Regions from separate parts of the Mus musculus genome. Here regions 1, 3, 4, 5, 6 and 7 are each linked to region 2. Evidence: chromatin contacts called from public promoter capture Hi-C data. All regions are on one chromosome and are shown on one strand. Each heading gives the region's core, a stretch centred on a gene start, on an enhancer-like site or on the middle of the called end of the contact. The rest is flanking DNA. Distances are from core to core; before and after follow the strand shown.

Region 1 (2,700 bases), core at 81-2,580, about 37 Mb after region 2:
GACCATTCTTGGGCAGACACCAAGAAGCCAGGTTGCTTGCCTAGGGATAAAAGGAGTCTGGAGGGTGTGTGCACCACTGCTCAATCCAGAACCTCTGCTAGAGGTGAAAGACGGCCAAATTCCAAATGTAGACACTAAAACTCCTTTGGAATTCACCACTACAACCCTACCTGTACACAGGCCAACAACACAACAGCAAACCTCCACCGTCAGCACTACAACAAAGGCCAGACTCTACACCGCACTCAGTATGTCCCAGGCATTGTACAAGGCATTTCACCTGTATTATTTCACAGTCCGTTTAGCCTTTCCATCAACACTCTGATGAGCGCCATTTATCCCTTTGTACAGAAGGAAAAGTCTCATCCTTAACAGGTTCAGTTTCCCAGACTAGGCCATCACATCTCCTCCTCTAGAGGAGCCCGTTGCCACGGTAACAAATGAGATGAGGCACGATCAATCACACACTGGCACACACTCACAAAGCCATTGTCATCTGATGGCTCACTGTATCTCTAGACTTTGATAAATAACTTCATCAGCCTCTCTCTCTCACACACACACAAACACACCCGCCAACACTCTCACACCAGCACAGCTAGTGACATAGAGATACTCAGAACTGTGTGCCCACACCCTTGGGCCCCTCTAGCCTGCGGTGGCCTCCTTTCCCACTAGGACCTGTACAGTCACCTGTCCCTGGGCCCCACAGGCCGAGTGCCCTCAGACTATGATAAACAGCTCCATCAGTCTATCACACTCACACACAAGTACAACCGAGATGCTCAGAACTCTGTTCCTACATCCACTAGCGGCCCCTTGTAGTGTCTTCCTTTACACAGGGCACACTGGTCACATCACGCAGTTGGTGGTATTCGCACCTGTTTCTTGGGGCTCACAGGCCTAGTCGGTCTCTCCCTCTCCCTTCCCCCCTCCCACTTCCCTTCTCCCGCGCCCCCCTTCCACTTCTCTTCTCTCGCGCACACACATATACACACGTGGAGTCTCCTGAAGGATTCTCATACTGTGTTCACCCCACAACAAACAATATACGCCAAGCATACACGAAGCTTCAGGCGTGCACCCGAATCAACTCAGATCACCAGAGCGACCCACGCAAACAGGTCTCTGTCTCTCTCTGTCTCTCTGTCACACACACACACACACACACACACACACACACACACACACACACACACACACGCTATCAATCATTCCCACTGAAGGAAGGCTCGCAGTCACCAGACCCCCTCACCTGTCTCCCTGCTGCGTCCTCCGTCTCACAGCTGCCACAGAACTGCTAGCAACAGAGCTCCCGCGCCTGCGCACTCGCCTCCCAGACCCCCAGGGATCCCTTCAGGGCCTCTCCCCGGTCCCCCCGCCCCTCCAGAAGGACGCAGGCCAGTGCGGCCCCGCCCCCAGGGCTTCCCCCGGAGCGCGGAGCCACGCCCCCTGACACGCAACTAGACGCTGCAGTCGCAGAACCCCGGAGACAGCGCGAGGCCACGCCCTCAATAATTTGGTTGGCTATTCTGCCGACCCGTGTGCGCCCTCCTACGCTAAGCGCTTTTCTAAGGGGTTCGGCCAAGCTCCCGTTAGAGTCCATTCAGCATGCGTCCTTTCCGGGATGCTTCTCCTAGCGTTCCACACCTCGGACTCACTGGGCTTCCACGCGCCTTACGCCGTGCGCAACCGCGAGCTTGTACCGCCAACCTCAGGCTTTGGCAAGAGACTAAGGATATCCACGCCCAAAAGGGTGTTTCCATCCTCGTTGTCGCCTGTCTGGAGACCTTGTGACCCTCAGAGGAGAGGACAGAGTTTCTTCTGTGGCTGTTTAGAAAGCCATGGGGGAAACGATGGGCACGTGAGAAGAGGAGCGTTCCACCTTGGAGTCTGATTGAAGACTCTCCACAGCACAATTCAACACTTATAAGGCCGTACTCCCTCCCAAACTATAAACCTGAAATTTTCTAGGAACTCAGTATAAATCTCACGTAAAGGGGAAAGGCCTGCCCTAAACCTCTTGAGCAACCCTAATGATTTCTGGTCCTACCTTATCAAATTATAACTCCATTCAAGCCACTTCCGGAGTCACTTTACATCTCACCAAGTAGAAAGAGAATAGGGGTAATACTTGAGGAAACCCTAGGCTCAGTGAAGGACAAGGAATGACTCTCGGGTCGCACAGCAATCACCAGGATAAGGGTAGACTAGACACCAGACCCTGTTATGGCATCCCTTAGCAAGAACACAGTCATTGGTGTGTGCACAAGTGAAATGCTGTCAGCTGCACAATTCAGTATACCCAACCTGCGTATAAATATAAGTGCCTAGAGAAAGGGAAGTGACTCATTTAGATCTTCAGTCAAGACAGTGATGAGCGTCAACTGTGACATCTGAATGGTCATGTGGGAAACAACGGCACTACTGAGCAAACACAGCATTTCATTTCACCGATGGGAAAACTGAGGTTCCAAGCACATTGGACCTTACCTGAGGCCCCAGAAATAGGAAGTAGGAGGGAAGCACAGAGGTTAAGTTCTACACATCATTTCTCTAAAGGGGAAACCAAGAGACTGAGAGAGCCCCAGTCCAAGAATGGGGGTACAGGGTGGGAGGCTCCAAAGAAGAAGTGTGACTCAGATTCTCACAAGTCTTTCAAAACCTCCATCTATCCAGGAGAAACTATGATGTTACTAC
Region 2 (2,700 bases), core at 73-2,572:
GAGCTCTTTTAAGCATGCCACCAGCATTGATACAACCATTTCTCTCTCAGAAATGACAACTAAGCTTATGGGCTGTTCCAGAACACACCCTAAGAGGAAGAGCAGGACCAGTCCCGTTCCTTCCCTACTCTAAACCACACCCAGTGCCCATGATCTCGGGCGGTCTCTGTGTGCCCAGCACCCAGAACCCTTTCTCCTTCTGAGAGCAGAGATGTGGTGCAGTGTGGTGTGGTGATGGCCACTCCTGGCTCTCTGTGCCTGTCTAGACATTTTCGTTTTCATCTATGCCCACATTGACATCCTGTTTCTCTTCCTTAAATTCAATGGCTCAATCCCTTCCCTGACTTGGAAACCCTGCACATAAACACCAGGCCCTCGACACAAAACATTTCTCCCTTGTCCACAATGTTTTTATGGTACACAGGACATATTCACTGTCATTCTGGACTTTAAGTAACCTCTGATAAGTGGACTGACCACAGGATTAATTTAACCACGGGGTTAAAATGGGCATACCTAGTTCCCCAGAACGTTATTACTTTGGCAGCCAAGATGACAATTTACTAGTTTCCAGAGAATCTTCAATAAACTCAATAGTGATACCCAAGGAACATACAACCTCCAATAAGGACACAGGGTCCTTCTGCTCAAGTGCCAATCACTGACTCTTATTGTGACCATATGGTCTCAGCAGAGGCAGCATTGACCCGCCTCATGTCCCAGCCCTCACATAAAACGGCCCGGGGATTAGGATTTGCCTTTTAAACGTTTGCTTTGCAGCGCTAGCTCTCTACAGGAGACTACATGCTGGGAACGAAAAGGTCCTGTTTTACAAGCCTTGCTACCTGCACAAAGGCTCAACTTGCAGCTCCGATGCCTGTGCCCTCTTTGCATATGCAAATCCCCTGGCTTTTGTTCCACGTGTTCTTAGTATTAGTTCCGCAGGCAGAAGCCACAGGCTGACCGAGAATGGCTGGCTTTCCCAAATTAAGCCCAAACCACAAATAATCTCATTTTCCATTTGTATCTGCCTGTTCTCTTCTCGCAGGCTACTACTAGAAAGCAGCGCGATCGCCCTCAGAGACGCTAGCCCCAGGCTTGCGGTAGCTGGCTGCACTGTCTGTCTCTCTCAGCAACCCTGCTCTCCCAACTCCCATAGGATTCCCACCCCAGCTCAACCAGGGCATCCCTCCAGTAGCTGTGTCAGCTGTCACTCAACACAAATCAGCGCTCAACAGCACAGCATCCTCCCTGCGCCCCTGCCGCTCACCTCTCACAACAATGCAGAGAACTCTGCACAGGACGCGCAGTGTCCCTCCCTGCGACTTCCGCCCCCGGGCCCTCAGTGTTAGAATCCAAACTCTCCTGGAGTGCGGGCAACAATAACAGAACTGATCTGCGCGGAGATTTAAGCGGATATGACCGCTCGAGACCACTTCCGTTTACTGCGAATCAGTGTTCTTCGCCACCCTCCCACACCCCCTTTTTTCCCCTTGTGGAGGCTGGCGAAGCGCATGCGCGCTACTATTTGTGACGCTACAACTTGCCAATACTTCACTTGGATCTTCCTGTAGTTTCTGTTCCTTTAGGAGCTGTCATGGCCACTCCCACAATACAATGATACAGGGACCACCATCACAGTGTGCACATAAGCAGGCAAAGCTTGTGGACTGTGACACAGTGAAAGTCCAAGGCTGTCTCATATTTTCAGGGGATTTTACTTCCTACCTATACGTGTATATCAGTTATTTCCAAGAGACCGGGATGCTGCATATTACTAAAAATACCATTTTTTTTTCTGTATATTCTCAGGGACTTAAAAGATTTTTTTCCTCTAAACTAAGAAGTAAATAAAAAATAAATTAATAAATATAAAGAAAAAAAAAACTAGGTTTGTTGGGAAATGGGAATTGAAGCCATGTGGAATCTTTAAAGATGAAGGTCTGAAATAAATGTGACACTGAGGCTTTTCATGGGGACCAGAGGTGGAGAAAATCTGTTGTCAATGACAAGTGTTTTTATTTTAATTCTTCATTATTTATTGTGTGTTTTGCATATATAAGAAATAGTGTAGAGGAAGGTGGAGAGGGAGATAATGATAAATGGTGAGAGATCAATTGATGACGAAAACGTGCAGTACAGTAGAGGGAATAAATCCATAGGCCAAAGTCGAATATCTGAACAAAATGAACGATTGTGTGCAGTATCTCAGGTTAGCGTTCTCTAGTTCTGTGTAGACAAGAGTATAGCATTGAACATGGTATGATCCCCTGCTTCTGCTTTCCAGGGCTGGGGGGTGGGGGGGATATGCCATCATGCCTAGCTTCACATATGATTTTGATTGTCTTGAGAACAAATTATAGTACTGGTGCTCTTGTGACCAGGGTTTTGTGTCCAAAGATACAGCTCCGGGGGTCCCAAAAAGTAGTCTCAGCCACCCATCACCACATGCCAAATTATATTAAACCACATAAAAGTTAATATGCAAATATCAACTTCTGATCGATTCTCTGCTACATCTTAGCATATGATTGATACCCACACGCACTTATTGCCTCCCGGGCACCACCTTGCTCTTCCACAGGCTCTCTCCTTATGCTTATGACCTCTCTAGGCTGTAAATGTGGTACAGTGCCCATCTGTCTTGCAGCCTGAGTCACAGTCAGTCCACCAGGAAGATGGAGCACTTGCCCTGTGGAG
Region 3 (2,700 bases), core at 161-2,660, about 31 Mb after region 2:
CAGATATTAGCTTTTTCCACTAGACAGGGTTTCAGGCCAGTCTCAGCTATATGAGATTACCTCAAAATGGGTTATGAGGGCAAAGCAAATAGCTCCCATACTAACTTAGCCATAACAGTACCCATAGCCAACTGACATTTTTCAGGGGAGGGCAGCAGGGAACATTCATAGCACCAACTGGTCTCATACTCAAATTCCTCTTGCTGTAGGCTGATAGCAGCTTACCAACTGCTTTTGACAAGGGTGCCAACATGGTTCAGTTGACTAAAGCCATCTTTTCAATTGATACCCACTAACTGAATATACAAACGAAAGGGGACATCAAGTCAGGTGTAGTGGCACATGGGAGACAGAGGCAAGATCTCAAAGAGCTCCAGGCAGCCAGCAAGGGCTACACAGCAAGACCCTGACTCTGTCTCAAGAGACACACGATTAGAAAAATACGGGATAAAAACCACACTCTAACATCTTTTAGTGCCAGTTTGTATTAGGCGTGGGTGTAGCTGTCCAGTTATTGCTCTTCTACCTGTCTTGTACATCCACTGGTTGTTTTATGCCCTTTTCTGAACTAGAAGCTCATCCACACCTGGTCTCAATTAAAAAAATCATCACAAAGAACAATCATTAAGTTCCTTTTACCTGCAGAGAAATATCGTTGATCTGCACGTCATCAGTGCTCCATTTCCCAAAGAGCTTGATGTCAGGGGTCTCTGCCACCGCTGGTGTGGCTGCTTCCCACTCAGTCATCCTGGGGACAGGAGAATGGCAAGAAACCGTTACTGCCTAGACATGCTGGAGCAGTCACTCTGACCCCAAACTCTTCAGACGAACTCTCACTTTGTGGCAAACTGGGACATGAAGGGGAGACCCAGAAAGCTTTGAACAGCTCTCCAAACCCAGGAAAACCACTCAGGATTCTAAAGTAACTCGGCAGTCACCCCGCTAATCAGCTGGTACATGGACCACAGTATGATGGTTCATGAAGCCGTATACTCATCAGCTCCCATCAGATTTCCGTTGTGCACTTAGAACGTGTACTGAGCAAAAGAGTCATCACAAAACTAAGCAAACCTAGATTTATGTTTATGGTATATGACCCAAGTGATTTCCCTGGAGTCCCGTGTGTGCAAAGTATGAAGTCAAAACAGTGCAAACAAGAGGCGAAGACTAACTCGGCCCGTGCCGAGTTTCCCTAGGCACCCTTTTTCGCAGAGAAACGGTGAGATCCAAGCGGTCACGCCCAGGCTTCAGGTTCGGCCTCCGGCCCCCCAGATGTGCCTTAGAACACTCATGGTCACCTCTTCTGAACTCCGTGTCCCTCCGCAGCCTCACCTGAGGGCGCAGACTGGGCTTCTCAGTCGCTCGGCGTGGACCACGCGCCGCCCTGATACAGACAGGAAGAGGCCGCGCGCAGCGGACTAGCGCTTTTATGCAAAGCGAAAACTTCCGGGTCAGAGGTAGAGACGCACGCGCAGATGAAAACAGCGTGCTCACCAACCAATCAAGCGCTAGGATGAGAGGCGCCCTTTGAGCCGGGTAAAGCATGCGCACTTTTAGAAACAGCGCCACGCCCGTCTTCTGGCGGACCTCTGAAGTACTAGCTAGGCTTCTGAGTCGGCGCACATGCGCAGAAACTTTGGTGAGACCGACGCCGCCATATCTAAGTAGTGCTGACGTCCAGTCCACGCTCTCCGTAATTAGGCTGCAAAACCCAGGAACCATGGACGGTGGATTCTTAGCTAGGGCAACCAGCTCGGCTCACATTTTCTCACCAAAATAATGGAGTCGGGTCCTGTGGTTACCACCGATCCGGGTTCACAAGCACGGGCCCCACCCTCTCCCCTCCCGCAAGCCATGCTCGGCGGGTCCCAGGCTTCCGGTATGGGATCACTTCCTTTTTAATCACTCTGGCCACGCTTGTCTGGGCTTTTTTTCCTCAGGTTCAATCGCGGACAGTAGATTCCGACCGCCATTCGTGAACCTCCCCGGGGAGGGATACATAGAGGGGAGTCCTGGAGGGGTTGGCAGCCCGGGGATCTCCTAGGTGACTTACTTATCTGAGATCCCAGTGATTTGGTACTAATAAGGGAGAGACCTTGCCAGCAGGTTCACCCCCAGGGGTGGGTTTGTTTGTTTGTTTGTTTTGGAGACAGGGTTTCTCCTTGTAGCACCGGCTGTCCAGGAACTCGCTCTTTAGACCAGGCTGATTCATCTGCCTCTGCTCCTCCCAACTGCTGGGATGAAACATAAGGAGAGGAGGGAGGGGAGAGGAGAGAAGAGGAAAGAGGGAGGGAGGGAGGGAGGGAGGGAGAGAGAAGAGAAGAGAGAGAAGAGAGGAAAGGTGTCAGCAAACATAAGGAGAGGAGGGAGAGAAGAGGAAAGAGGGAGGGAGGGAGAGAGAAGAGAAGAGAGAGAAGAGAGGAAAGGTGTCAACAAACATAAGGAGAGAAGGGAGGGGAGAGGAGAGAAGAGGAAAGAGGGAGGGAGGGAGGGAGAGAGAAGAGAAGAGAGAAGAGAGGAAAGGTGTCAACAAACATAAGGAGAGAAGGGAAGGGAGAGGAGAGAAGAGGAAAGAGGGAGGGAGGGAGGGAGAGAGAAGAGAAGAGAGAAGAGAGGAAAGGTGTCAACAAACATAAGGAGAGAAGGGAAGGGAGAGGAGAGAAGAGGAAAGAGGGAGGGAGGGAGAGAGAGAGAAGAGAA
Region 4 (2,700 bases), core at 11-2,510, about 24 Mb after region 2:
CAAAAGAAAGGTTGAGGGAGACACTAAAGACTGGAGAGGAGAAAAAGTCTTTCACAGGCTTAGCAGTCTAACCGATGGCCTCAACCTTTCCATCTGTGAAACGGGGGAGGAGGGGAGAATGCACTAGGGTCACACACATGGGCAGACAGCCAAGAATCAAGACCTGGACCCTTAATAATAGGCACAGAGCAACAAAACAGGTCGTTACTTGTAAGGAAGCTGGGGTAAGCTGGAGCTTTGGCTCAATGTTGGGCAGGAGCAGATAAGGCTCCAAGCTTGTCCACTAGGCCTGAGAAGACCTCTGGGGAAGGGCATTTAAGTCAGCAGAGGAATTAGAGGTCTTGAGCTAGAACCACAAAAGCAGATGAGAAGCCAGGAGGGATGACCAATCTGGCCCACAAAGGCTGGGCGGGATCAGAGTGCTAGGGATGGGCACACTCAGAAGCTGAAGTTGTTCCTTCCTCTTAATTTGGGGAACAGAAAGGGTGCTCGGTGGCGCCTGTCTGCCGGGCTGGTTCTCCCCCAGGGCCTCTGTGAGTCACAGTGCCCTCATAGCTCCTGGACACCTGTCAGGGCAGCTGGGGAGGCAGACGCCAAACACCTGCCTATGGGCCACACCCTGGCAGCTGCCCCACGCTGTCCCTCCCCACACTCTGGGAAACTGGGGAGGGCTATGAAGCCAGTTTGAGGAGCCAAGGGTCCTAAAAGAGAAAGCTGCCAGGTCCTAGTGTGGGTGCTGAGATAGCAGGAGGCTATGCCCACCCCAGCCTGCACTGGCTGAGTCATAGGTGGCCTCACTGACCCTGGTGCCTCACCAGGGGAGCTTGGGGTCAGGTCATGAGCTCTGCTTGGCTCCCTTACAAAAAGCCCTTTCCAGGCCCTCCTGCCCCTCCATAGCCCATTCTTGCCCTGTAGACCCACCTCTGCCTTGCACCCAACCCCAGGCTTCCTATCCATACTCACCCCACTGCAAGAAGTCGGCCACATACTTGTCCTGGGCTAGGTGAGAGGCACCCAGCTCCTGGTGGACGCCCAGGAGAAGGTCGAGCAGGGGCTCCAGTCCCAGGAAGCCTGGGTCCAGCACCAGCTGCTGGAGCTGCCTCAGCCGCACTTCGGCTGACATGTTGGGCAGGCAACACCATGGCCCCTCCCCGGGCCGGAGCTCGGGGTCTTCCCGTCACAGGGCCTGGCTGCCCCTGTCCAGGCCCCAGAACCCTAGCTGCATGTCTGCCCGTCCCTGACTATCCCTTGGGTCTCTCTGGCCAGTTCTATGCTTAAGGCCTCCTCCTCTTTTCTCCACCCCTTGGCCCAGCCCCCCTCCCGCCTCCCAGTTTTTAACCCCTCCTGAGCCAACACCCCAACTCCCTTCTTCCAGGGCCCCTCAAAACTCTTCAGAGCCCAATGTCAGGGGACAGAGTAATACTCCAGGGTTGCCCCCCCCCATTGACTCTACCCACCCATAAAGAGAGCACAGGGAGTTACAGGTGGGAGGTGTCAGTGCCCAGGAGAGCCAGTCTATAGACTCAGAGCTGGGAGGGGTTGGGGGAAAGGGCTGATGCCTGGGCAACAGGGGGTGAGGGGGTAGTGGGGGGGGCAAAGGCCAGGGGCAGCTTCTTCGTGACTCAGCAATGGATTCCGACTTTGGGACAGTTAAATTTAGCCCCTGTGCCTGCTGTATTACCCGCCCCCCCATTTTTTGGCAGGAGGTAGAAGGAAGATCAGGAGAGAGTTTGCTCAGCCGCCAGGGCCAGGGGTGACCTGCTGGCCCCAGCCTGGGGGAGGCAAGTGGTGGATCCAGGCCCTCCTTAAGCAAAAGAGAACCCCAAAATAGCTCCTTGGCCACAGGCCGGGGCAGCCACATTCCTGCCTGGGCTAGGATTAGAGACAGAAACATTTTAGGGGTTGAGGGCGGAGCTGCCTGGACAGCAAGCCAGGCGACAAGTTAGCTTCTTTCTAGGGTGGCCAGTTCTCTGGGGAGGAAATCATGACCTCCAGCTGGCACTAGATGGCCAGTCATAAATGGGCCAGGGGCAGCAGACTGCAAAGGCATGTTCAGAGGAGGCAGGGAGTGCAGTCAATTCCAGCATCCTCCTCTCCCCAAGGAGAGCATGCTTGGATAGTCCTGGTGTTTAAAACAAGTTTCAAACATCTCCAAGGACCTAGTAGGAAGGCCATCTCAGCCTCTTGACTTTGGGGGTCGAGACTCATCTTTCAGAGGGCTCTCTGCTCGGGGCTAGGGATGGGGAAACAGCTAAGATTGGGCTTCCTTTGGTCAGAGCACAGCTTGGAGGCCAAGTACTGCAACCCCCACCCTACCCTGCCCCAGGGAACAGAAACACTGTGCAAACAAGGACTTTAGTATAAATAAGAGGTCCAGGGGAACAAGGAGGGCCCTCAGGGCTTCCATAATTTAACACTTTCAAAATCACAGACCATAGCAAGGGGTGGAGTTTGGGCAGGAGTGGGGATGGCCCCTGCCCTGCCCTCTCACCCAGGGGTACTGTGGGCTAAGTCTCTCCCAGGAGTGAACAGTCACATGCTGGGACAGGGATATGGTTAACACTGATGTTTCAGAGAACAGGTCATTGTACTTGGCAGTGGGTGGAGGACAGGGCCAAGGCCACACAGGACACTACATCCCCATGGCTGGGCCAACCTAGGGGACCCCCAGTATGTGTGCAGCGTGGGGCTTGGAGCAGT
Region 5 (2,700 bases), core at 184-2,683, about 28 Mb after region 2:
CAGGAGTCCAAGTGCATGAACAAGCATCCTTTTAGGGAAATACAGTTTTCTTACTGCTTTTAGGCCTCTGAATCCTCAGTTGCCAACGCACTCCTATGAAGTCAAATGGGGAGTGAATGATTCAAATTTCATTTTTCTGTGGGTAGAATCACAGCCCATCATCTGTGTGCAGGGTAGGGTACTGATGGGGAACCAGAGGGCTAGGTGGGAAAATTTCCTTATTTGGTCCCTAGTTAACCATTGGCGGGGATAGCCGGTTGAAGTCAATTAAAGAAGTCAGGTGACAGATAAACATCTCTGCTGGTGAGCCATCCTTGGTGGTGGTGGTGGTGGTGGTGGGAAAGTAGAGAGAGGGGAGGGAGGGGGTGGGCATGCCATTGCCGTTTGTTCATAGGGTGTGGAGGATAAGAAACTAGAGAGCAAAAAAATTCTGTGGGAATGACTATCTCCTGTTATCTGTCCAGCTTTCAAGGAGGAGAAAGTGAGGCTCAGGAATCCTAAACTCAAATATTTTGTCCACTTTTACCTTTTTCTCCCCCTTGAGACGGTCTCTCATGTCTGTCCTGGAACGCTCTACGTAGGCTAGACTGGCTTCGAACCCACAGAGATTTCTTGACTGCTGGCATTAAAGGCAACGCCTGGATTTTTTGTTTCGAGACAACTGCTCATGTAGCCCAGACTAGCGTCAAACTCCCTGTGTAGCAAGGATAACCTTGAACTCAGTCCTTCAGTTTCTTCTTCCCAAATGCTGGGATTACAGGCTTGTACCACAGCCCCCAGATAACAGTGTGCTAGGGACCCAAACTAGGGCTTTATACATGGTAGGCAAGTTCTCTACCAACTGCGCTACAGTCCAAGCCCCATTCCAGGACTTTCTATATATCCTTCTGCTGGAAGGCAGCTGGAAGGGAGCGGGAAGGCGCAAAAAGAGGGGTTGCATGGTTTTGGGGGTGCGCAGGGGGTCTGTCGGTGGTGAGACAGCTGGACCTAAAGCGCACACTGGGACTCCTAGTTTCAGTTTTCCAGACCTAAGGTTCATTTAGTCTGGTCCAGTTAGCGCTGGGGAGGAGGGATCCATCCCAATTGCCTGTCTCCCAATGCGTCGATTTCCCTGCCCTGCCCCTCTCAGCCACTCTGTAACTGAACTTCAGTCTCAACCAATTCTCTGCCTCGAGCCACCGCCCTGAGGACTGAACCATTATGGCATAGAGAAGGGACGGCGAGGGGCTCTCAGGTTACTGGTCCCAGAGACGCTGTCTATGGAGACAACCCCAGATATCAAGAGAACCCCAGATATCAAGATATCATGGAGTCTTGCGTTGAGGTTCGCGCCCCTGGCCACAGACCCCGCCGTGCTCCGGAACCTCGGTCCTCCCGTAGCTCTGCCCACTCTCCACCCCCGCACTTGGTTTGCTCTGACTCGTGAGGCAGTCGGCTGTGCGCACGGCCCCACGCTCAGAGCTTGAGGTCCTTGTTGCTTGTGGGTCGGGTCCTCGTGTTGTGCGGGGATGCGACGTGCAGCTATGGCGCTCGCCGTTCGAGTCGTGTATTGGTAAGTCCGGGTGACTGCAGTTCCCCCTTTTCCTGCTCCCGGCTCGTTGTGCCCTTTCTCTGCTCCCCAACCTTTGTGCCAGGAGACCCTCTCCCACCCTTTTCTTTGCCCCTCCCCCTATCTACCAGGGTCTGGTAACCGAGTACGATGACTGTATTTCAGACCCAAAGGGAGGGATTTCCAAGCGGGTGGGATGGAGGTAACAGAGACTTGAGCCCGATCCCTGGCATCTGACATCTGAGTGACATCTCACCAGTGAAAATGGAAACTGATACTTGGGGCCACTTTGAACACGTGACTCAGCGCTGAGGGGAGGGGAAGGGTAGCATCGGGTTTCTCTGGGGACCTTTCCTTCCCGACAGGCTGTTTCCCTTCCCCCTCACTGAGCGGCATGAGTTAGAGAATACAAGGTGTGGTGTAGTTGGGGGTTTACTCATAAGCGCTGTTGGGAGGTCTGGGGATGTCCCGTACCTGGATTGTAGTGTGAGTTAACAGTGGTCGCACCTCCCAGTGTGTACATGAAAAGGGCGAACTGAGTCACGGAGTGGTGGTGTTGATGCACACTTTTAATCCCAGCATTCGGAAGTAGAGGCAGGTAGATAGTTCCAGGCCAGCTAAGCTGCTTGTTAGAGGCAACCGGGGTGATGTAGTAAGACCCTGTGCCCCGAAAAGAAAAAGTAATATAGGATAGATTGTAGGGTGAGGGTGTAGCTCAGTGGTAGAGTGTTTGCATGAGATGCACCAGATCCTGGGTTCGGTTCCCAGCAATACAAATAACAAAACAAAAAACTCTTACTGGTTTCTGATCAGTGAGTGCCGGTGCTGTTAACCCCAGTTCTTTTCTGGCCTCAGTTTCCCCTTCTGTAGTGTGAAGGAGGTGATGATGTTGGTTAGTTACCTGCCAGCGCTATTAATTGTGCCCCTGCTAGAGGCAGGCGTAGAAAGACCAGCCATTTTCTCTTGATGACTTTTTCCTCCATCTGCATCTGATAATCAGCTGGCTTGCAGTAAGTGATTGAAAAGTGCTTGCTGAATGGATTCTGCACCCCTGAAGTCCATTGAGGGGCTCTCCAGCCATTCTGTCTCCATCTTACAGGGGAGGAAACTGAGGCTGGAAATGAGGCAGGGCCAGCCTGAGGTCCTACTAC
Region 6 (2,700 bases), core at 196-2,695, about 25 Mb after region 2:
AGCAGGCGGATTTGAGGAAGGAGGGAGGCAAACGGAGGTTTTGCAGGGGCAGTGACGTGGGGTGCCGAGCCCCCCAACCCCGAAGATGAAAGGGAGTTAGGCCGAAGGATAACAGCACGTTTCCAGGGCGGGGGACACTGGGGAGGAACAGCCTGTGCAAAGGCCCGGAGGTGGGAAGCTTCGCACACGGCCAGTCTGGGGAAGTGAAGGGCCCGGTGCAGCAGTGTGCGGAGCGGGGGACGAGCCAGGGCCAGGCTGGTGGCCCAGGAGGTCTGCGCGGCCACGGTGGAACTTTGGCCCCGGGGGACCGGGAAGCCAAAGAAGGCAAGGATGGGTCCCGAGCAGTGTGGGAAGAAGCGGGGGCCCGCGACCCCGCTGCTCCCGGCCCTCGCCGAGGCCCTCCCCATCGCTCGCGCCCCGGCCTTGTCAGCGCCCCCCCTCCCCCCACCCCAGGACCTCACGCCGCCACCCGCTCACCGCGACTCCGGCCTCTGTCCCCCTCGCGCCCCCTCAGCAGCGCCTCTCCGCAGACGCTGCCGCCGCCGCCATCTTCCGCCCGCCGCCGTGACACGGCGCAGGCGCTGCACTAGTAGGGCCGCCGGGAAATGGAGTCCGGCACCGCGGCCGGTCCCCGCCCCTAAGGCGTGCCGCGTCGGCAGCCGCCCGCCCTCCCCGGGCGTCCACCGGAGCGGCCGCCATTTCCGGCCTTCGAGCGCCATGCCTTCTGGGAAATGTAGTCCGCGCTGCGCAGGCGCCGGACGGAAATGGGAACGAAGGCTTCTGGGAAATGGAGTTCCCAGCGGTCCGGAGTCCCTCTCCCTAGACGGCTGGCTAACGTTGAGTGGAGAGTGCTGTGAGTGGAGTTTCTGGGTCTTAGAGGAGATCTGGTGCCTTAATGGGGTCTGAGCAGAAGCCCTGAGCCTTTCCACCGCCGACCCTGACTCTGTACGGAGCCTGCAACATTCGCAGACGTCAAAAGCCTCAGTCTTCCTGTCTGTCCAATGGGAATGTGGTTTCAGGAATCTCTGCGGGCTACTTAAACGGTGTTGTATAGGGACTTGTGGAGTCCTGAGCTCTGTCAACCTCCTTTCTTTCGTGGAAGACATGCGGGGTTCTAGAGTTTCCCTCCTTTAGCTGGAGATGATGAAACACTTAGAGGCAGAAAGATTCCCCGGCTCCCGCTCTGTTGCTCTAGGGCTTTTGGGATCAGCAGGGTGTGGCTCTCTACCCCACGCCTTGTAGTCCCCGACTCTTCATCCATCGCAAGCTTCCAGGTGCCAGGACCGAGGCTCCCAGTGCCTGAGGTCTCTCTTCTTGAGATCCCGCAGGGGGCGCCCCAATCCGAGGGCGCCGCGCTCGGGGAGGCGGGCGGGGAGCCCGGGGCGGGCCCGGGAGGGGGTGTCCCGGCTATAAAAAGTGGCTGCCTCCCAAGGCGCCTGGGCCAGCGGGACTCCCGGGCTGTGTGCCTCAGGTCGGAACTCGGGGCTAGTGCCTGTAGAGAGACCGAAGCACTCGGTTCCCCCAGGGGGGCCTCAGCCTGGGTGTGTGGGGGCGCAGGCCCCGGGGATGCTGGGCTCAGTGAAGATGGAGGCTCATGACCTGGCCGAGTGGAGCTACTACCCGGAGGCGGGCGAGGTGTGTCCTCGGGGATGGCGGAGCGGGAAATGGGGGGCAGGTGTGGGGCTTAAATGCAAGCAGGCGCTGTGGTGTGGGCCCAGGTGGGAGCAACAGACCTGAGGACACAGATTCTAGGTGTGGGAGTCGGGGGACAAGGTTTGGGAGAACGATTTAGACTGCAGATCCATGCGAAGGCTTGCTTCCAACGGAAGAAAATGTTAGCAATGAAACCTCGAAGTTATACTTGAAAGGTGTCGAGCCCCTGAGTCGAATGAACAAATTGGAGGTGGGAACCGGAGCTCTAGGGTAGAGCGATAGAGCTGGAGGACCTCGAGAAATGAGTTCTGTAGTAGAGAGGAGAAATACAGAGACTAAGAGGCATTGGTAGTCCGCAGTAAGGAAAAGTTTGTGCCGGAATTCAGGGTTGAAGACGGGGGTTGGGGGACTTCGGGCAGTCGGGGGTCAGAATTGAGGTTCCGGGATAAAGATCAGCTGAGGAGCTAAGGTAGGGGCACAAATAGGGTGGTCGGGGGTCCTTCTGAGGAATCTAATGTAACAGGTGGCTTAGGTAGACTAGTCCTCAGATGACGTCAGCCTTGGAAGATCAAAAGACAAGAGGATCCACATCTGTGTGGCAGGAGTCAGCCATCCTTACCCCGACCCTCAGCAGGGGCTCTCCAGAATGTACACCATCTAGGCATTGCTAGACTTACATTAATTCCTTCACCCCAACAAACAGAAAGTCCCTCTTCACGTCTAACTCCCGTTTGTCCGAGTGCTTCTGCACCCTGTAGTCCATATTGTGATGGTGGGGAGAAGGGCCGAGGTTCTGGACCCATGAGCTCCTGACATAGACGGCTTAAGGTGGGGGGGGGGGGCTCTCGAACAAGTCAAGCTTCAGCGGCTGAGGGAGGTGGCTAGGGTCTGTATTTCCAAGTTGTGGAATTGGACTCCTGGATCCCTAGGGGTAGCTGGTCTTGGAGTTGGCGAGGTGCCCGGGAGGGGCCTGTCCTAGGTCTGGTGAGGTGTGAGGTGGGGCAGAGCTGACCGGGAAGGAATTGGGAGTGTGCAGAAGTAGAAAGG
Region 7 (2,700 bases), core at 190-2,689, about 39 Mb after region 2:
CTCCCAGCACTCCACTTTTGTACACATAAATGGCTGAGGTTTGTGCCATGGACTGTCTATTCACTTTACGCGGGAAAGGGTACAGAAGCAGTAGGGTGGTGCCACTTCTAGTTGGGGTGCCACCAACTAGAAGTCAAGTTGTCAGTGATGCTCCTTTAAGAGTTTGAATACGTATTCATGTAATGCCCCTCCCCAAAGGCGGAGTCTCTACCACAGTCCTATTCATCCCTCAAACCTTGACCGATCCTCACTACCACCTGGATAAAGTCCAACACCCGTGACAGCTGCTATCTGGCATAAAGAGTCACAGTCGCCTGGCCATCCACTTCCCTCCAGGTGCACTCTGACTGGGCGGCGCTTCCCTGCAAAGGGAAGCGGTTGGCGAGCCTTTGGAGCCACGAGGGTGTGGTTCCCGTGGGAAGGGCTTCAGGTCCCACCAACTGTGTGTCGCCCTGCGGGAGGCTGTTGCGTTACAAATCTGGGCACAAAGTTCAGCCTGAGACGTCCAGATATTTTAACATCTAGAGGTGCAGGACTGCCCGAACCTATATCGGGAGGGGGGTGAAGCAAAATTCTCAAAGGTTTTCAGAGGGGAGGAACAATTAGAATTAGTCTCTGGGTTTGTTTTGGGACGGGGCTATCTTAGGTCCCTAGAGGGATAAGACCAATTTAAATTAACCGAACCAGAGGTAGAGTAAGGGTTTTTATAGTTTCCAAAAGGGTGGGTCGTATATTTCAAACGTTAGGCTGGTGACAGGAGTAAAACCCGACCTCTACAAGGAGGCACAGGAGAAACCATTTCACCATGGTTGAGTCCAGGATAAGACCAATGAGGGGCGGAGCATGTGTAAAACAATCAGGTGGAGTGAGGCCAAGGTAAAGGGGTGAGGCTCCCAGGAAAGACATTTATAAATAACTTGACAGAGGCAGAACCAGGAGTCACTTTATTCGTTATGAGGTGTGGCATGTAAGATAATCAATTGCATGGGAGCTGGCTACAAACTTTAAAGACGGTTGGGGGCGGGGCCAAGACCGCTGAGTCCCACTCCTCTCCTCCCAACGAAGCTGCGGTGTTCAGGTAAATCAGTTGCTGCCCTGCCAGGCTCCCTAGAGGTCTCGAGAGGCTGAGCAGATGCAAAGTATCTGGAGGCGGCCGGAGGGGTTGTCTAAGCCCTACCCCCACCCAGGCTGCGGAGTATATGTAAATCGGATGCGGAGAAGCCTTTCTTGGGGCCCTGACAGCGGTGGGGCACTTGTCAAGTATTTGCTAAACTGTCTCGCTAAAGTCCCCAAAGGGAGAAGTTGTATGGAATAAGACGTGACTCCCTGGATGTCCAGAGAGAAGCTTGACGCACACATAAATTGGCTGGTTGGGCGGGGCCAGGCTCTTTAAGACTCCCTGAGGGGCTGGACATATGTAAATCATTTCAGGCGGGGCAAGAGGGGGTTCCCAGTGGCTTACAAACCCGGTACGCGTAAATAAACTGGACTTGAAATTAGAGCTCCAGAGCCCGTGTTACATTCTGACGCCCTGCCTGGTCCTTTGGCCTCCTTCCACCTGAGGCGGGAGGGGTTCCTGGCGTCACAGTTGGAGATCAACGCTGCAGACAGAGACCGCTTAGTGCGTGAAGGCCCATGGAGGCCTCGGCCGATTCCTCTGAGGCCCCCGCGGTCTGCCGCTTCTTCCTAGAGGGCCGCTGTCGCTTCGGTGCGCGCTGCCGTCAGCCACATCCCGGGGCCCCGGCGCCGTCCCCGGTGGTTACGCAACCGGAGGCTGGGTCCAAGAAGCCGGCTCTGCGTACTGCTGCTGACGTCATCCGACGCATCCGCTGGGACCCGCGCCTGGACCCTGCTGACTTTTCGGTGGGCTACACCGACCGCTTCCTGGGAGTGCAGGAAGAGCCATTCTGCGCCTTCTGCTGGGACGAGCCGCTGGCAGCGCTCGGACCTGGCGTGTTGGCAGTGCCGCAGCACCGCATACGCTACTTCCGCTTCCGCGGCCGCCTGGTATGGGACCGTGCCTCCCGTACTGACCTCATTTTTGGATCGGGCTCTGTGGCTGGTCGGGGACCCACTATCCTTGATGCGCTGGACGGCGGGGACGAGCATTGGACAGAGGTCACGGCAGAAATTCCCGACACAGAGAAAACAGGGGTGGGTTTAGAGGGTCTGGATACCCAGGATGCCCTTGCAGAGGCGGGTGGAAACCCGACCGGAACAGGTCTTGATTCGGGCCTGGAGACACACGAAGAGGGTGGGGCAATCAAAGAGACCAGAACTGGGCTTGATTCCAGCCTGGAGACACCTGAAGTGGATGGGCCAACCAAAGAGACCGGGCTGAATGGGACCACTGAGTTAGAAATGCCAGACCCAAGCATGAACTTCTCAGGAGTGAAGATCAGCTCAGTAGAGGAGCCCAGAGCTACATTGCTTCCACAGTGGCAGGCGCAGGGCATGGAAACGAAAGGGCTTTCTGCTGAAGAGATGGGAAATGTGTGGGATCCAGGTGTTTGGCCTGACGACAGAAGGGCCCCTCGCCAGCCCCGGCCCACACATTTTGTGGCACTGATGGTGACAGAGTCTGGGCTTAGGGCTGAGGTGGTCAAGGCCCAAGAGCATCTGGTCCGGATTGCCCCTTCTTGTGCTGAGTTCCTGGTACCAGCACAGGCCCTGCACTTGACAGTGGTCTTGCTAAGGCTG

The links. Promoter capture Hi-C pulls out the DNA fragments that hold promoters and counts their contacts.
Region 1: a promoter capture Hi-C map of pre-B cells shows a contact between it and region 2. The contact joins the promoter of Zfp667 here to the promoter of Zfp658 in region 2. A contact is called at or near these places in 3 of 39 promoter capture datasets (cranial neural crest, pre-B cells and second pharyngeal arch cranial neural crest).
Region 3: a promoter capture Hi-C map of pre-B cells shows a contact between it and region 2. The contact joins the promoter of Rps5 here to the promoter of Zfp658 in region 2. A contact is called at or near these places in 3 of 39 promoter capture datasets (cranial neural crest, frontonasal cranial neural crest and pre-B cells).
Region 4: a contact with region 2 is called in a promoter capture Hi-C map of pre-B cells. The contact joins the promoter of Dmpk here to the promoter of Zfp658 in region 2. A contact is called at or near these places in 3 of 39 promoter capture datasets (cranial neural crest, frontonasal cranial neural crest and pre-B cells).
Region 5: a promoter capture Hi-C map of the HPC-7 cell line shows a contact between it and region 2. The contact joins the promoter of Selenow here to the promoter of Zfp658 in region 2. A contact is called at or near these places in 3 of 39 promoter capture datasets (the HPC-7 cell line, cranial neural crest and second pharyngeal arch cranial neural crest).
Region 6: a promoter capture Hi-C map of cranial neural crest shows a contact between it and region 2. The contact joins the promoter of Foxa3 here to the promoter of Zfp658 in region 2. A contact is called at or near these places in 3 of 39 promoter capture datasets (cranial neural crest, maxillary cranial neural crest and pre-B cells).
Region 7: a promoter capture Hi-C map of pre-B cells shows a contact between it and region 2. The contact joins the promoter of Leng9 here to the promoter of Zfp658 in region 2. A contact is called at or near these places in 4 of 39 promoter capture datasets (cranial neural crest, frontonasal cranial neural crest, pre-B cells and 1 more).

The regions. Positions count from the first base shown.
Region 1 is chr7:6,285,210-6,287,909 of GRCm38.p6, reverse strand. It overlaps Zfp667 (zinc finger protein 667), which reads right to left and starts at 1,330. Exons shown (of 5, transcript NM_001024928.2): 1 at 1,256-1,330.
Region 2 is chr7:43,560,992-43,563,691 of GRCm38.p6, reverse strand. It overlaps Zfp658 (zinc finger protein 658), which reads right to left and starts at 1,322. Exons shown (of 5, transcript NM_001008549.2): 1 at 1,271-1,322.
Region 3 is chr7:12,921,021-12,923,720 of GRCm38.p6, reverse strand. It overlaps Rps5 (ribosomal protein S5), which reads right to left and starts at 1,410. Exons shown (of 6, transcript NM_009095.2): 1 at 1,333-1,410; 2 at 640-748. The coding sequence starts at 747.
Region 4 is chr7:19,082,418-19,085,117 of GRCm38.p6, reverse strand. It overlaps Dmpk (dystrophia myotonica-protein kinase), which reads right to left and starts at 1,260. Exons shown (of 15, transcript NM_001379257.1): 1 at 964-1,260. The coding sequence starts at 1,123. Dmwd (dystrophia myotonica-containing WD repeat motif) reads right to left here. Exons shown (of 5, transcript NM_010058.2): 5 at 2,343-2,700.
Region 5 is chr7:15,921,104-15,923,803 of GRCm38.p6, reverse strand. Selenow (selenoprotein W) reads left to right here and starts at 1,433. Exons shown (of 6, transcript NM_009156.2): 1 at 1,433-1,552. The coding sequence starts at 1,524.
Region 6 is chr7:19,022,284-19,024,983 of GRCm38.p6, reverse strand. It overlaps Foxa3 (forkhead box A3), which reads left to right and starts at 1,445. Exons shown (of 2, transcript NM_008260.2): 1 at 1,445-1,635. The coding sequence starts at 1,567. It overlaps Sympk (symplekin), which reads right to left and starts at 607. Exons shown (of 27, transcript NM_026605.2): 1 at 478-607.
Region 7 is chr7:4,148,611-4,151,310 of GRCm38.p6, reverse strand. It overlaps Leng9 (leukocyte receptor cluster (LRC) member 9), which reads left to right and starts at 1,439. Exons shown (of 1, transcript NM_175529.3): 1 at 1,439-2,700. The coding sequence starts at 1,636. Cdc42ep5 (CDC42 effector protein (Rho GTPase binding) 5) reads left to right here. Exons shown (of 3, transcript NM_021454.4): 3 at 1-51.